Linked DNA regions of Mus musculus: region 1 is linked to region 2. The links are chromatin contacts, called in public Micro-C maps. All regions are on one chromosome and are shown on one strand. The core of a region is the stretch at or near the end of the contact, and the rest is flanking DNA. Distances in the headings are between cores, read along the strand shown.

Evidence for each region. Hi-C and Micro-C count contacts between places; a contact is called where the count stands out from the background.
Region 1: a Micro-C map of the G1E-ER4 cell line shows a contact between it and region 2, with 9 times the contacts expected there. The contact joins the enhancer-like site here to the promoter of Scai in region 2. A contact is called at or near these places in 6 of 39 promoter capture datasets (the C10 cell line, embryonic stem cells, liver and 2 more), 4 of 15 datasets of contacts at CTCF or cohesin (embryonic stem cells, large pre-B cells and pro-B cells), 35 of 484 Hi-C or Micro-C datasets (B cells, the G1E-ER4 cell line, Sertoli cells and 10 more), 7 of 115 datasets of contacts at active chromatin or transcription factors (astrocytes, embryonic stem cells, large pre-B cells and 1 more) and 1 of 9 other capture datasets (adipose tissue).

The regions. Positions count from the first base shown.
Region 1 is chr2:39,370,709-39,373,542 of GRCm38.p6, reverse strand. No RefSeq gene overlaps it. Among named protein-coding and RNA genes, the nearest start is that of Ppp6c, 150 kb to the right of the region's middle. Within about 2 kb of position 1,577, at least 5 of the 459 cell types and tissues checked have an H3K27ac peak or open chromatin away from gene starts, as enhancers often do. A contact at or near this core is called in the G1E-ER4 cell line, where this site is marked.
Region 2 is chr2:39,189,040-39,192,108 of GRCm38.p6, reverse strand. Scai (suppressor of cancer cell invasion) reads left to right here and starts at 1,379. Exons shown (of 18, transcript NM_178778.3): 1 at 1,379-1,519; 2 at 2,076-2,120. The coding sequence starts at 1,467.

The sequences.
Region 1 (2,834 bases), core at 328-2,827, 180 kb before region 2:
AAAGTCCTTTGTTTGGACTTTTTCCAGGTTGAGGGGTGAGCATGAATCTCACTGGACATCAAGTGTGCCTTTCCTTATGACTAAGATTGGGCTTCCTTTTGAGACAAGAAATGTTCTTGTGATGAGGGTGACTCAGATTTCTTCCTACTCTCAGACGAGCAAACTAAGGCAACTACGTGAAAAGACACTGCTCAGGTGCAATAAACTCTTGCTTCCACAAGGTGGCACCCCTGATCTAGTATGCACATCCTCATTTCTTCAGGAGACGCGCATGGCGACATTTGGCCAGAAGAGGTCGCAGCAACACCAGCCTTCTGTTTTCCTGCTTGCTGAATGAGACTACCACTAAGTGGCAACCACCCTAATGGACAGCAGAGGGCTGTGGTCAGAATGGAGTCATTTAATTTAAGTCCTGTTGCTACTATGAATTAGAAGTTGACATAAGGCCCTATTCCATCATTATTATGGTGAAGATTTTTGTTGATATTAATATAAACACTATTATGTGAGTGTGGTGTGTGTGTGTGTGTGTGTGTGTGTGTGTGTGTGTGTGTGTACTTATATAAGAATAAAAAAGGCTGAGAGAATTCATTTTACCTGAAGATAGTATAACACTTAGGAAAACCCCAAGGATCTCATGAAAACTCCATTATCAACATCAAGGAAAGTTTTCAAGCTGATTGACCATTAATTATTATGCATGAATTGACGAAAAAAATGAAAGCAAAAGCATATGCTAATGAATACTGAACAAAAAGACTAGATGTATATTTAGTTCTTAAATTTATTTTTGTTTTACTCAGTGTGTGTGTGTGTGTGTGTGTGTGTGTGCTACTATGTTTCTTGCAGATACATAAAAGCATGACTGTCTCTGTGACACGAACAAAATTAAACTGCACTAAGAGATGAAGAGAAATGATAGGAGAGGTGAGAAAAGGGAGGATAATAGTGTGTGTGGGGGGGGTGAATATGCCCAGCATACAGCAATACTTATATGAAAATTACACACACACACACACACACACACACACACAAGTATGCAGTAGCAGCAAAGCATTCCTTAGGTAAAAGAATTTGCTGTACCCTATAGGAGAAACAACAGTATGAACTAACCAGTACCCCCAGAGCTCGTGTCTCTAGCTGCATAAGTAGCAGAAGATGGCCTAGTCGGCCATCACTGGGAAGTGAGGTCCTTTGGTATTGCAAACTTTATATGCCCCAGTACAGGAGAATGCCAGGGCCAAGATGCAGGAGTGGGTGGGTAGGGAGGGCGGGGGGGGGGGGGGGGTAATAGGGAACTTTCGAGATAGCATTTGAAATGTAAATGAAGAAAATATCTAATTTTTTTTAAAAAAGGAATTTGCTGCTGCACAAGAATAATGCCTGAATTCAATCCCTGGGAGCCGTGGTGGAAGCTAACTGAAAATTGTGGTACACAATACATGCAGATACACACGCATACAATAACAGATAAAAACTTTGAAAATTAATAAGCATTTGCATGTGGAGGACCAAGTGTCAGGAGCTGGAGATGGGGCTCCCCTCCAATATTCACTTGCCCCTAAAAGCCCCAGATCACAGATTAGGCCAGGCTAATGTATCCTAGAGTGTGGCAGACAGATGATAGACAGACAGACAGTTGTGTATGTATGTGTGGCAGAGGCCACACAACTATTTAAAAATATGGAATTGCTGGTCATTTCGTTTAGTTTTAAGACCTGTCCTGACCCCTAACAAAGCAGGCAGTGGCCGAGACAAAGCCTCCAGCCAGCAGAATGAGTCAGGTTCACTGTGGGTTGGAATGCTGGGTGCTTGCTGCCTGCTCATGAGTCTGCGCGGTCACAGCCTGTCTACTGTGCTCCTCGTATTCTGTGAAACCCCCTGTTGTCGTGGAAATCCGGGTAAAGCAAGCAAGAACTTTTGTACAAAATACTTTATCAGGAGTCTCAGGCTTCTCCAGCTTCCTCAAAGAAGGGCTAAAGCCCTTTAGGGGTATCTAATAATCTTGTATGTAATAAATGGGGAGGGGTACTTGGCTCAATTAAAAGAGCCAAAGCCACTTTAGGTGATTTTAAATTTGTATCTTCAAAAAACAGAAATTTCCTCTTTGTCCTCTGAAGTGTCATGAAATGAAAACAATTTAATAAATAAAGCTGCCTTCTCATCGTCTGAGCCTTTGCTCTATTATTTTTATCTTTTATCTTCCTGTGTGTTTTGGAGTCAACTGACCAGTTTTATCAAGAAGTTTGAATTACAATTTAATCAACTTTATGCTGTGGATCTAAGCAATATCCTGCCAAACTGTACATCCCAAACTCATCAGTATGAAACTCACTCTGCCCTGGTAGGCAATGGTTGATTTCTAACGTTTTACCTACATGTTCCCATATCTTTAAACTTAGAGAAACTTAGCAGGGTTCTTTGTTGTTGTTGTTGTTTGTTTGTTTGTTTGTTTGTTTGTTTTGAATGAAATTAAAGAATTTCTCTAAGCACTTCAGCAATTCCTTGGAGGAATCAGAATGCAGAAGCAGACCTCTCTAAAGGCTTAAGAAAAAAAGTAACACAAGTTGCCAGAGCTGTTTGGTGACCTCAGTGCCACCAACAGAGATAGTGAAGCATCTGTCCTTCCTTGTCTAGTTTGCCAGCAGGCCAGAGCAACAGGCTTCAGTCAAAACCCAGGATATAGTATCCAGAGAAGTGCAGCAAGGAACTCAAATGTAATCCCCGACTCAGAGAATGTGGTACCTGAACAGAGTGGAATTCTACTCAGCCACAAATTGAAATGGTGACGTTTGCTCAGCAGTGGATGGAATGAGAAAATAGGTGAAATGTTC
Region 2 (3,069 bases), core at 130-2,629:
TTGTTTCATAAAAGAAAGGCCATTCCACATCGAAGATGGGTGCAAGATAAATCATGTAGGAATAAAGGAGAACCCCTTGCACCAAATACATTTGTGAAAAAGTAGTTATCTCAATATTTGGGATACTATCCACTTGTGGAGATTTGTGAGATACGTCTCATGCATTTTATTTGCTATTGTGTGCTGTGTGTGTGCAGGTGTGTGTGTCATGTGCATGTGGAGGTCAGAGAGTCATCGAAAGCGTTCCTCTGGGTTTGAGGACAAGCCACAACATCAGGCTTGAACAGCAAGCACCTTTTACTCTGCTGAGCCATATATCTGCCACTACATTGTTGGTGTGTGTTTTAACAAAATGTGTTCTAATAAAATGAAAATGGCCCAAGAGAAAGTTTTATGCCTTCTCCCAAATGGAAGGAATGAACTTAGAATCTGCCAGACAGATTTGCATAGATCTTAAGAATTAAATTCTTCGGGTGCATTACATATACATCTGCTATATTTTCAAAGATAGCTTTTTGTTAGAGCAGAATAGAAAAGATTACTAGTATTAATTGTATTTACATGCTTATGCATGTAATGTTTTGCATGCTTAGGTCTGTCAAAAAATGCAGTGAAATTTTATACCAAAAATGATTAGCTGGTTAGATTTTTTAATCATCTGGAATGGCACAGAATGGCTAGCTTATACAAGAAGCAGTTCTTTTTAGGCTTTTCAAAATGGAATACATTCCTTGTGGTTATTGTAATTGGTTCTTTTTGCAATGCTGTTTGTTGTTGTTGTTTTTTTTTTCGAGGTAATTAAAGAAATTCTGCTTTCTTACAAGCTTGCATCCAAGCTTAGGATCTTTCCTGCAGCCAAACTGCTTGATCCCTACAATTTGAGACCGAGTCCCTTTTGAAGGGTGACATTAAGCCGCATTCGAGGTGATTCAGAAGACTATGAGAGAGAGAGCTGCTTTGCCCTCGAACTTCTGAATATATCTGGAGAAAGTGCTGCGCTTGATTTTGGTTCTGGAGCAGTGCGGAGGCGGAGGAAATAGCAGGTGTCTGGGAGGTGTCAGGGATGCAGGATGCCAGCCAAAGAGAACCTGCAGGCAGGTGTCTGGCGCCGGAGATGTAAGTCCCCGTTCTGGCACACGGAGGCGCTCAGGGCTCCTCTCGCTCTGCTAGCAGTCTTTAAGGCACCTCTGCCGCCACCTGCAGTCTCAACCAAACCTCGGGGTGGGCCACGCGGGACATGACGGCCTAAGCACCCAATCAGCGGTCGGATTTCTAGATACCCTGCCGTTGTGGCCAATAGAAACCGAGGAGAGGCGAGGAGGGGACGGGCCCGAGCCCCGCGGCAAGCCTGGCCGGGGCGCAAGGCCCTCCTCCTGTCTCTCCGCCTACTCCAGCCTCCGCCGCTTCAGCTTCCCGAGCGAGCCCTGCGGCCGCCGGAGCATCTCCCGCGGCGGAGCAGGAGCCGGATGGTCAGAGGAGCCCGGCAGTCCCAGCAGCCGCGGAGTCGCCTGGCCCCCAGGTGGGGTGGGCTACGTGGCGAGGCGGAGGCTAGGGGCGAGGGGCCCAGAGAGCGGGCCTGGGGGTGGCGGCGGTGGTGTCTAGGCGCCGAGCCCTGAAGGGGCGGGGGTACAGGCACTCAGCATCTCGGGGGCGCCAAGGGAGAGCAGCTCTCGGGGCAGCGAGCGAGGGCGCGCTGGGCGAGAGCGGAGGGCGCGCGCCCCACCGGGGAGCCAAGGAATGCGGGGAACCGGGTCTGAGGGGCGGGGCCGTGTCTGAGGGGAGCTAGGGGGGCCTGCGGCTCTGGGCAGACAATGAGGCCGACCTGGCGGGTGGTTGGGGGAGCCGAACGTTTGGGGCAGGGAACCGAGAGCATTCGGGGACTAGTGAGTCCCAGGCGCTTGGTCGTGGGAGGGAAGGAAGCCCTGCCTGTGGGGTGTCTGTAAGGTCACGGGTAGGCAGAGCCAACCTGTGGTCAGCCTGTGGCCCCCCGAGGGTGGTACATGAAGTGCCCCACAGGCAAGGCAAGGCAAACGGTGTGTTGTCTTAGTTACGGGTCTCATTTGTTTGGTCTGTAGACTGTCTGGCACAGTGGAGAAACCACCCCGAAAACGGAAAAGCAGGTAAGGCAAATGCCTTCCTCTCTAGCTTCGTGTTTTTCCTGTTTGCTTGGCTGCCCCTGTGCTGCATAATTACGTGGTGAGTAGATAAAGTTTCTTATTTAGGTCCTTTTTTTAGTAAATTCGACAGCATGGAAAGGTATTCCCTTTGAGAACTTCAAATTACCACCACCTCCAACCCCTTGCAGGTATATGATACGGGAAATGGGGAAACATTAAGAAAGCCCCACTTTCGACTTTAGTCTTAATTTCAACTTTGGCATCTCTAACGGAGATTGTCATTGAACAGCTACTGTGTGCCAAGTGTCGTATACAAATTCTGTGTTATTTTCTGTGACAGTTTTGCAAAAGAGGGAACTGAACCATAGAGTAGCCAATACTTAGCAAACAAAGATCACACATGTAATAAATGATAGAACCAGGATTTGAATCCAGGTTGTCTGAATGCAAAGTTTATGTTCTTTATACTGTAATGCTTCTAATACATACACAGTTGAACAGAGTCCCACTCCTGGCTTTCTCTCTCTTTCTTTATAAAGTCTAATAAACTGAGATGCTTAATACAAAAGTAGTAACTAAGGACTTACATAGGCCGCAGACAACTGAATTTTTCCTTAGGCAATGAAGAAGAGTATTCATCCCACAAATATGTTTTAGTGTATTTCATTTGTTAGGTACTACATCACAATTTTATTTAATTATTTGAAGATTTCCTTTCTTTACCTACATTGGAATTGAGAGAGTAAGCTACAGTAATGAGGTTGCAGCCCGTAGCACCATTCTCATAACTAATACTTTGGACGTTAATATACAGATAAACTCAATCATAGATACAAATGCCAGTGGTGGGAGTGGGCAGTTGCCAAATAGCTTTGCCACTTTTTAGGCCTGCATGTCTACTCCCAGACTCAACGTAGCGCTACTGCACACCCACAAGGTTGGCTAGCACACC